Linked DNA regions of Zea mays: region 2 is linked to region 1. The links are chromatin contacts, called in public Hi-C maps. All regions are on one chromosome and are shown on one strand. Each heading gives the region's core, a stretch centred on a gene start, on an enhancer-like site or on the middle of the called end of the contact. The rest is flanking DNA. Distances are from core to core; before and after follow the strand shown. Region 1 holds the start of LOC103626393 (E3 ubiquitin-protein ligase BRE1-like 1). Region 2 holds the start of LOC100304328.

Region 1 (4,725 bases), core at 330-2,829:
GGCCGCCTCGACTCGTGGGGCAGATTACGGGCAATTAGCGCTCGGCATCAAGGCTGCTTCCAACTCAGGTCGTAATTCTTCATGATAGGTCGATGTATATCCTTTCCATGCCCCTTTGCATCCACCATGCCTCCAAGCCGGCAAGCCAGGGAACCCAAGGTGCTAGCCATGCAACCATGCAGCGCATGCAAAGGGACCGAAACAGCTGCCCTGAATTTCACGGCCACATCCATGATAGGCAAGGCACAGCCAGCTGCATGCACCAACGGACCCTGTGGCTGGAATCATGGGGTGTTACAAGATACCAAGATGTTTGTTTAGAATGTCGCCATCTACACCGCGACGCCAGCTAGGGTTTCAACTCATTGGTCTTGTTGGTGGCAAGCTGTATTTGGAAACATATAAATGGGTGTGTTTCCTTTTTAAGGGCTTCTCGCCTAATTTTGATGACATCATGTGGGGTATTAGAGATGAGGCCCAAGATGTGGGTATGGCAGGAGCCGAGGGGCTCCGTAGCATATGGACATGATGGTCTCTCTTTCTTGGTCACTGGTTTGCACTATTGTCCATTCGGCGAGTCCTTTCCGTATTTATTCTTTTACCCCTACTAAGGGTTGTACAAGTTATCTAGAGCCTTTTTCTTCTTAATATAATAATGCAGAATTCTCCTGCATGTTCGGGGAAAACGGACATTCATCATCCGTTATTTCTGAATTACGTTTCAGGTTCTGGCACATGCTTGCTTTTCCACTTCGATTCGCTTCCGTTACCAAGTAAACCATATCAGGACATAGCTTGCGCTTTTGCACATCTATTGATGTGTCTATGATTCCTTTTGTACTCAAACCTTATATATTGATGATACATAAACTCTGTAACATCCGGCCCACTTGTGAAGTGGTGACACCGCAGCCCAGTCCATGGCCCAAGTCGAGATGCAAGAGTTGATACAAAAGGACATCCAGAACACGACAGGGCATCGAAGAGAATATTCAGAACAGTTTCCAGTCGTCTTCCTCGTGAAGAAGCGGCAAGGCGAGTTTGTCGGAGCCACATTCCTCGTCGACGGCGGCCACAGGACGTGACAAACTCGTCCAGATGTGGAAGTATTCATGGGCGCAGCAACACCAATAGAGACATAATATTTTTAAAACTGAATTCAAAGAATTTTAGAATCTAGTCTTACACAAATGAATCCAACCCTGGGTTTGAGAAAAATCCCACTGGTGACAGCCCTGGGTCCCAAATCCATCCACACCAAATCCATCCACATCGATTTTTTTCATACTCCACAGCGAGTTAGGGTTGGGGCTCACCTTGGGGTAGGGGCGGACCCAATAACTCCACAGCGAGTTAGGGTTGGGCTCACCTTGGGGGCAGGGGCGGGCCCAACAAAAGACATGGGTGTCACCAAGCAGGAAGAGAAGACAAAGAGCGGGCATACCTGGTGTGGTGGGTGCTCGTCGCCGGCAAAGGGTCCGCCCAAGACCTGGGCAGCTGGCGTAGGGCGGCGGCGGTGGTCGCCCTAGGCGAGGTAAACTGGGCTACGGGAGAGAGAAACAGCGAAAACAGTTGTGAACTCCAGTCTCCAGTCTCCACTCAGGAGAGCGAATTCCTCCGGGACTACTATTACAGCTTCTCCACACGCGCTACTGGGCCGATTTGTGTGCGCGTGCAGGTGCAGAACTGCAGACGCTGATGTGCATGACTACTAGGTTGGTTCGTTAGTGAGAGCAGCCCATGAAAATGATTCGTTCTTTCTCCGCTTTCTTTTCCTTTTTTTTCTTTTTTCCATGGCAATTGGTTCTCTTTGTTATATTATTATGTTTTTTGCTTCTTTTGAAATTTGTGTTCTACAGTATGTTATAACCTTTTATTCCATGAGATTTTTTCTCCCAGTCCTTAACATTTTTTCTTGTGGTGTTGGGATGTGTTTTCTCATGACGTTGGAATACAATTTCTTTGTGATTGATGTTAGACAAAATCTCCTAGATATGGAATATTTTAGTCCATGAAGCTGTAGTATTTTTTCTAGTTAAGCTATAACTTTTTTCTTAACATATTATTGTTTAAGTAAAAAAAATTATCTTGTTAAGTTGAGACAGTTTGTTTCTGATCCAGCACACTTTCCCACACCACTTCTCTAGTTTGTACTCACTCAAATTAAAATTTGTTTTAGATAATTAATAAATTCATATAATATTTGATGTATGTGTTTTATATATGTGTCTAGATTTATCATCATTCATTTGAAATAGACATAAAAAACAAGTGACGGTAGAGTCTTAATTTCTTATCTGTACTAACTATTAAGGTTGGATTGTAGACTGCCCTCGCCCTGCAACCGCCGCTCCGCTGCCCGCCGCATCTCACGCTCTGCAAATCCTGCTCGCCTGCCGTTGCTTCTCCTGCACGCCCGCCGCGATGCACGCCTGGCCTACCACACGCACGCCGCCCGCGTGCAGCACTCCCCTGCCTGACGCCTTCGCTCGCCATGCCCTGCCCCCGTTCGCATCCGCCGCGAGATCCCCGCCCTTCCACCCAAACCCTGCCCCACACCTCGTGCCCCCGTCTCCGCTCGTGATGCCCCTGCCCGCCTCACCGTCGTGACAGCCGCATCCACGTCCACCGCGAGATCCCTGCCCTGCCCCTCGAAAACCCGTTGCCGCAGCCCTCCCCGCGTCCCCCCGCCGCTACAGCCGCCGGGTTGGCCTGCGGTGAGGTCACCGCCCCCCAACGAGGTAGGATGACGTGCCCTCGCCCGACGCCCCTGTCCGCCTCACCAAAGTGCCAGCAAGGTAGTCGAGCGCTCTTCCTCCACCCCACGCTCCGCACATGTCGCGGCCCCCGCCCGCCTCACCGCATCACCAGCGAGGTAGTCGAGCGCTCTTCCTCCACCCCACGCTTGCCAACGCCTCCCGTGCGACCAGATGCTGACGCCTTCCCCCTATCTCATCCCCACCCGACGCTCCCGTGTACCGCCTTCCAGGCTCCCACATCGCAGCAAGGTAGGACGCCACCACGCTCTTCCACCACCCCGCGAGGTAGTCGAGGTTGAGCTGCGGCTCTCGTGCAGCGTCCCTGGCATGGGGTTTGTTTCTCCCTCCAAATTATCATTTTTTGTCACGCCAGTCTTTTGTTCAATTCTTTTGGCAGGATTGTCTTCTCTTCACGTTGTATGTGCTGCCCACTCCATTTTATTTTCTTCTCCACAGGTACTGCATGAATTTGTTGTTGCAATTTATATTAGATGCAGTAACCGAATCTCTGGATGTCATTAGCTGATTGACATTAATCTTGTGTCGTGCCATTAGAATAAATGGTATTTAGATAAACATGCTACAACTTTGTTACAGGGATTATAATTCATTCACACAATAGTTGTTGCAGGGCAGATTTCAGGCATAGTCCCTTAATGGGAAGAACATAAGTTCCTTATCTGTAGATAGGATCAGAGGAGGAAGGGCAAGACAAAGAGAAATTTTGATAGAGCTATCATTCTATTCCTTTTAATTAATGATTCGAAATTATATATAGGATATTTGATGGCACTATCATCCCTAATCATCTAAAGTTTTGATAGAACATATTTTTTCATGTAGCGATTAGAATGATTCAACATGTATTCATGCCAAGAACACATGTAAAACTAACACATAGTTTGCATGTGTTTTATTCCCTAATATTCCTGAAGCCTACTTGGATCGCTGGTAAGTAATTTCTGTCCCTGGCATGCTGCTCTACACTGCCCATTGTGAAGTGCATGTTCGTAAGGGGATGTTGCTCTACTTGGATATCTTTAAAGTTTGTAACTATGTACTACCTAAAAACATTTTTTTGAGAGTACAAACAGTTGAACACATATTTGAGCTCATCAAAGATATCTCGTACACGACACACAACTCAAAATTCTGGACCCACATTGTCTTAAGTTGGACATGTTGTACTTGATATTTTTCATATGTTTCAATATCATATTCTTTCAAAAACTGAAGTATGATAGGATACTCACCTCTTACCTTAGTTAAATTCAGTAACGATCTTGATGCTGCCACTACCTGAATTTTGTGCAGGTGCGACGTTTACAGCTTTGGTGTCATATTATGGGAGCTGGCAACGCTTAGAATGCCATGGAGTGGGATGAATCCAATGCAGGTTGTGGGGGCAGTTGGTTTCCAGGATAGACGGCTTGATATTCCCAAGGAAGTTGATCCTCTGGTAGCAAGGATCATATTCGAATGCTGGCAGAAGTGAGTTATAAGAACTGAACCTGTTGTCTGATCAAAGTCTCCTTTCTCAGTCATGACACTTCAAATTTGTGCTAACATGTGCTCTATCAATAGCCAGGGACCAAGTAAGCTACAATTTCTTTTGGTACACATGTACATGTACTTATTTTCTATTTCATGTGAGGTCAACATTGATATGAAGGATTATGTATTAATGTATGCTTTACATGTCTAAATAAGGCTTAATCATTAGTTCTGATTTTATTACCTGCAGGGTGGTGAAGATGATAACTTTGCTATTGTGTTTGCTGCTATGGGAGTGAACATGGAAAAAAAACTCAATTCTTGTAACGTGGTTTTGAAGAGAACAATTCCATGGAACGGGACACCCTTTTTCTAAATCCGGTACCTACAAGGACTTGTGAATTTGTGATCAGCATTCACTACCATTTTATTTCTCCCAAGAGTGTCATAGCGAATTTTGTATTGTTTAGAT
Region 2 (5,259 bases), core at 1,639-4,138, 230 kb before region 1:
GAGACTTGGAAAAGGAAAAAAACAGTATGCCATCCCATATAATTAACTGCTGTAATTACCATTCGCCACCAGTTATAATGTACTCCATATAATTCACTGCATGTTCATGAGATCTAAAACATAGTATACCATAACCATATGCAACAACTTAACACCTCCTATAATACAACCAATCTTCTACCATGTACCAGATAACTGATTACACATCCTCTGCTCCCACACAAGTTCCTAAAATGAATTGAGTATACTTGCTACAGATAAGAATGCAATAGAAGGTGAAAAGATGATCGACAGGAAGGAGACCCGCTGAGGAAACACTCCTGTCATCTTTCTCCCCCACAATATCAGTTCTGGAAGAGTTTTATGTTCATCTTATGCTCCAGCTGCTCTAATCATGGAACCATTATTGCACCCCCCACATAAGTGGGGATCTTGACTTACTGGCCCGAACCACCTTTGCCTACGAAGTTATTGGCTTATTGCACAAATTGTGCATTCAGTATTTCCCAACTGCCACTGAAGCTACTTCAGAGTAGAAGCACTCCGATACAATCCTGTCATTGCACTGGTAATCTTGTCATTCGAATTTTTGATTTGGAAGCTTCCAGCTCTCATTGGCCTGCCTGGCTTGGACAGGAAGAGCGTGTTGAGCATCTTATCCAGATCCTCGGCGCTGTACTTCACATACCTGCTCGCACTAACGTCCTGCTCAACAAGCGGCCCATAATTCTGCATGAAGCTCCTGTAAACAGGCACTACGGCCTGCACCACGAGGTGGCATGTCTTCTGCTGCAAATCCCTATCCGATATCACCCATTTAGACTGCTTTTGAAACATCTCGTCGAAGCTAGCATTGAATGATTTGAGCCTCTGTTTCACTAAATCTCTTGCAGTAGCCCGGCCCTTGGAAAACATGATCAGGCCCTCCCTGCTCAACAGGGGTGCAAGTGTTCCCCAGCTCTCCCTCAGAAACATCGCTGAGTAGTAATCCTTGTACTGTTCATGCTCCCGGAGCCATGGATCACCTAACAGCTCGCCCAGCTTAGTACCCTTTAGGTGTTTGAAGAAGTGCCAGTGTATGTTCATCATGAAGAGAGACGACAGTGTTGTATCTCCATAAGCCTTTGACCATGTATCAAAGTTGAGCTCAAGTGTCTTAACGATATTAAGCACCGCATCAACAAGCATCTTGTCATTAAACACTTCTTTGCGCCAGCTGCGGTGGATGGTGATCACCTGTGTTAGCACAGATCGATACTGCTCCCCAAGAAGCTGATTGCAGTACTTAGCGACAAAGCTCACTAGGCGTGGCACCCCGCCGTCAACTGGTGGCGGTATAGTGCGCTGCAGCTCAACCTGAACAAGCAATTCCTCAAAGATCTCAACAGCACCATCCACGACCCTCTTGACGAGCTCCCTAGTCCTGCTTTGGATCTCTACGCAGGCCTTTCCACCGAACAAACGGTTGAAATCCAGCCTCAGCTTGTTCAAACAATGGAACACATCGAGCAGCCGCAATAGCTTGATGGGGTCCTTCCTGGCATCAGCCAGGGCACGGCCAAAGTCGAGGAAATCAAGAATGCCAGCACGAGCTGCAATCTCAGCAAAGCACAAGGGCGCGGCCTCAGGCCGCCGTTCAAACACCGCGACACAGAGCTTTCTCTCAGCTTCAAGGAGGTGGTGCACCGCAAACTCCAGATGCCGGGCCCAGCGCTCGACGCTCGGGCTGAGCGCCTGCGCGTCCCCCGACGTCTCCTTGAGGTAATCAAGGCCGAGCGCGCGGAGGCTGGCGCACACGGTATCCCCTCGCGCGTCCCCATACGCCGAGGAGCAGTGGTCAAGCCGGCCGTTGGCAGCGAGGCGGTCAAGGATGAGGCTGAGCTTGTGCACGACTGCGGCAGGGATCCGAGAAGGGACGACGGGGGGCGGATCGGAGCCAGAGCCGTCGGGGTCCTTCATAGCAAGCGGCGCGGAGTGGTCCTTGAGGAGCCGGCGGAACTCAGCCTGGAGCATGTCAAGCGCGGCGGCGAGCAGCCCGGCGTCGAGGCCGGCGGAGGCGTCGTCCCTGAGGCGGTCGAGCGCGGCGGCGAGGCCGGCCACGAAGCGGGCGTCGGCGAGCCTGCGCTCCCCGAGGTAGGCGACGATGTCGGCCAGCCACTGCGTGGCGAGGCCGCAGTTGTCGGAGAGGAGGCGGAGCGCGGCCTCGAGCTGCGCGAGCACGGCGAGGTAGCCCGGGAGGTCGGCGGCGGCGGCGGCGCGGTCGAGGAGCGGCGGCTCGAGGCCGTGCACGGCGTCGAACACCTTGAGCACGGCGGCGGCGGGGCCCACGGCGCGGTCGATGTTGGGCCCCGCCGTGGCGAGCGCCTCCGGCGGCGCGCGGATCGGGCGCACTGACGCCTCCATGGCCGGCAGCCGCGCCTGGATCCCCTCCAGCCGGGGCGCCAGCGCGCGGCTCAGCGCGCGCGACTTGTCCAGGCCGGCCCGCAGCGCGCGGCGCGCCGCCAGGAGGCTCGCCAGCGGCCCCGCCTCGTCGTCGTGGGACGCCCCCATCCGGAGCACGCACGCACGGACGCCCCTGTAATGCGGGAACGGTCGCGGCGGTGAGTCGGAGGTTCGCCCGCCGATCCCGCACGGGAATCCAACCAGAGAGCCGCGGCGGGGGCGCGGGCGCGGCTACGCACCAGCAGGTGTTGTTGGTGAGACTCGAGGCGGCGCTCCCACGGTACGGCAACTAGTAGTTATCCGAGGGGGGGCGTGGCGCGTGAGGGGGACTGGCACACGGTAGGTGAGAGGCGCTGGGAACAGGAGGCCATGCCGGCGCGGAGCGGAGAGGAGAGGAGTCTAGTGTGATAGTATGGCCATATGGGGAAGAAAGAGGTGCGGGGGCGAGGGGGTTTAGGCTGGAAAAGGGGGGCGAGGCGAGAAAGGAGGAGGGAAAGAGACGGGAGTCCTTTTGGCTCGATTGGAGAGGAACGAAAGGAAGGCTCGGCGTCGGACGCGTCCAAGGCGCGGCCGAGGAGAGGAGGCGGAGGGGGAGGAAGGCCGCGTGCGCCCGTTTCCTCTCTCTCTTTTTTTCTGTTGGGCCGCGGGCGGAAAGGCGGCCGCGGGCGCAGGTGGACGTGGGGCTCGGCACGGCAGCCGGCAGGACAGGGCAGGGGCGCGTGATTACGAGGCAGCTGGCAGCGCCGCGCAGAAGGCACAGGCAGCGCCGCGGGTGTCTATCCGCGGGGCCGGGGCCGAGGCCGGTGGGCGGCGGGGGGTTGGGTTGGGTTGGACGGGACGGGACGGGACGGGGCGCGGCGAGGGTGGTTCGAGCAACGCCGCAACGGGTGTTTTTTTCGCGACCGTGACCGTGACGCAGGCGACCAGGCGGCGGGCCGGAATTGTCAGGTGATCTTCTGGCCGTCGCTGGCTGGGGGACTGCACGCACACGCACCTGGCCGGCTGCAGGCCTGGGGAGCGGCGGCGAAAGCTGTGCCCCCGTTCTTATTCTTGGTCAACGACTGATTCCCAGGACCCGCCACATCGTCAGAGGATCCGAGGTCGTCCGCTGGAGTATTACTTGCAAGTTGCAACCCTCTCTGGCTCTCTCTCGTGGCCTCGTGCATGCCCTGCTAGCAAGCAGTCCTGGCCTGGTGACATCTGTCGCGTGTACTGTCACGTGGTGGAACTGACTGACGGGCGCCACCCGTGCCTATCGTCGTAGGCTGCAGTGCTCTCTTGTCCACCTGCCAGTTGGAATGCACTAGTACTCGCATTCCGTGTCAAGCCGGCCGCAGAATCGGTGCCTGTTGTAGTACTGTCTCCGACGCCGGGCAACGGAGTGGGGGCAAAAAGGTGAACTTGCCAGCGGAAGGGAATGGTGTGCAAGCAAAACCCAAGTAGTATTGTACGTAACGTACCGGTACACTACACCATCACTAGTGGTACTAGCTACTGTACTGCGCCCCCTCCTCGCTGATGCACGATTCGTTGGCATTCAAGGGCTGCTGTTGCCATCATCATGCCATGCTAGCGTGCGTGCATGGTCAAGTGCAGCAGCAATGGGGGGACCGAGGGCTTGGTTGGATGAATGCGAGTTTGTGTTTGGCAGCGGACAGTTACGGGTCCCCTCCCCTGCGTTGCATTATTGACCTATACTCGGTGATAGCCGGCAAGTGCCAGCGGTTCCTCGGCGTCTGTGTGTGTGTGAACGTTAGTAGTACGGGGCATTTTTCTGGTTTTTTTTATTTTACTATTTTTATTTTCAGAAATTTACAGTAACACAGCTGTTGGGACTACTTATCGAGTTAGCACTCTAGATGTAGGGTCTTCACATATGACTGGTTCGGGAACCGGTGGATATAAAAAAAAATTGTTGGCCAAGGAATAGTAGCGCACAATCATTTCGAATGGTGAATCATGAGGAATTAATTAGAAATTTGAGATTATGGTTGGATATCAAGCCAGCTCGGCTCGGCTCGTTAAGCCAACGATCCATAAAATCGGTTTGGCTCGTTTACGAGCTCGAGCCGACTCGTTTAGCTCACGAGCTAGAGGGGGAAAGCAATATGTGTATATGTCGGGTACCATAATTAGGGGTACCCTTAACACTCCTAAACTCGACTGTTAATCACCATCAGCGCAAGCCGCAGATACTGATGTGCATGATTCAGGTTAAAGCTTCGTCCACTCAAGGGATACGATCTCGCCTCGTACGAGCCCAGCCTCGGGCAAGAACAGTACTCCTAGACGAATCCACGCCTCGCCCGAGGACCTCCTCAAGCAACGGGCGCACCCTCGACTCGCTCGAGGCCCAGCTCGGGCAGGCTTCGCAGTGAAGCAACCTTGGCCAGATCGTCTCGCCAACCGATCGTATCGCAGGAGCATTCAATGCGAGGATCGCCTGACACCTTATCCTGACGCGCGGTCCTCAGTCGACAGGGCCGAAGTGACCGCAGTCACTTCGCCCTTCCACGGACCGACCTGACAGGAAAGCAGTGTCGCCTGCCCCGCTCCGACTGTTGTGCCACCCGCCAGGGTGAGGCTGACAGCAGCTGAGTCCAGCCTCAGGCGCCACAGGAAGCTCCGCCTCACCCGACCTTGGGCCTCGGCCTCGGGAGAAGTCTCCGCCTCGCCGGACCCCAGGGCTCGCCCCCCGCCTCGGCCTCGGAAGATGGACTCCGCCTCGCCCGCCCCAAGGGCTCGGCCTCGACCTCGACCTCGGAAGATGGACTCCGCCTCGCCCGACCCCAGGTGAAAGGGAATTAGGCTTACACC

Evidence for each region. A called contact is a pair of places that touch in the nucleus more often than the background predicts.
Region 2: a Hi-C map of leaf shows a contact between it and region 1, with 6 times the contacts expected there. The contact joins the promoter of LOC100304328 here to the promoter of LOC103626393 in region 1. A contact is called at or near these places in 2 of 25 Hi-C or Micro-C datasets (both in leaf).

The regions. Positions count from the first base shown.
Region 1 is chr5:56,965,576-56,970,300 of Zm-B73-REFERENCE-NAM-5.0, reverse strand. LOC103626393 (E3 ubiquitin-protein ligase BRE1-like 1) reads right to left here and starts at 1,579. Exons shown (of 21, transcript NM_001346887.1): 1 at 1,445-1,579.
Region 2 is chr5:57,193,769-57,199,027 of Zm-B73-REFERENCE-NAM-5.0, reverse strand. It overlaps LOC100304328, which reads right to left and starts at 2,888. Exons shown (of 1, transcript NM_001356619.1): 1 at 58-2,888. The coding sequence starts at 2,550. The coding sequence ends at 523.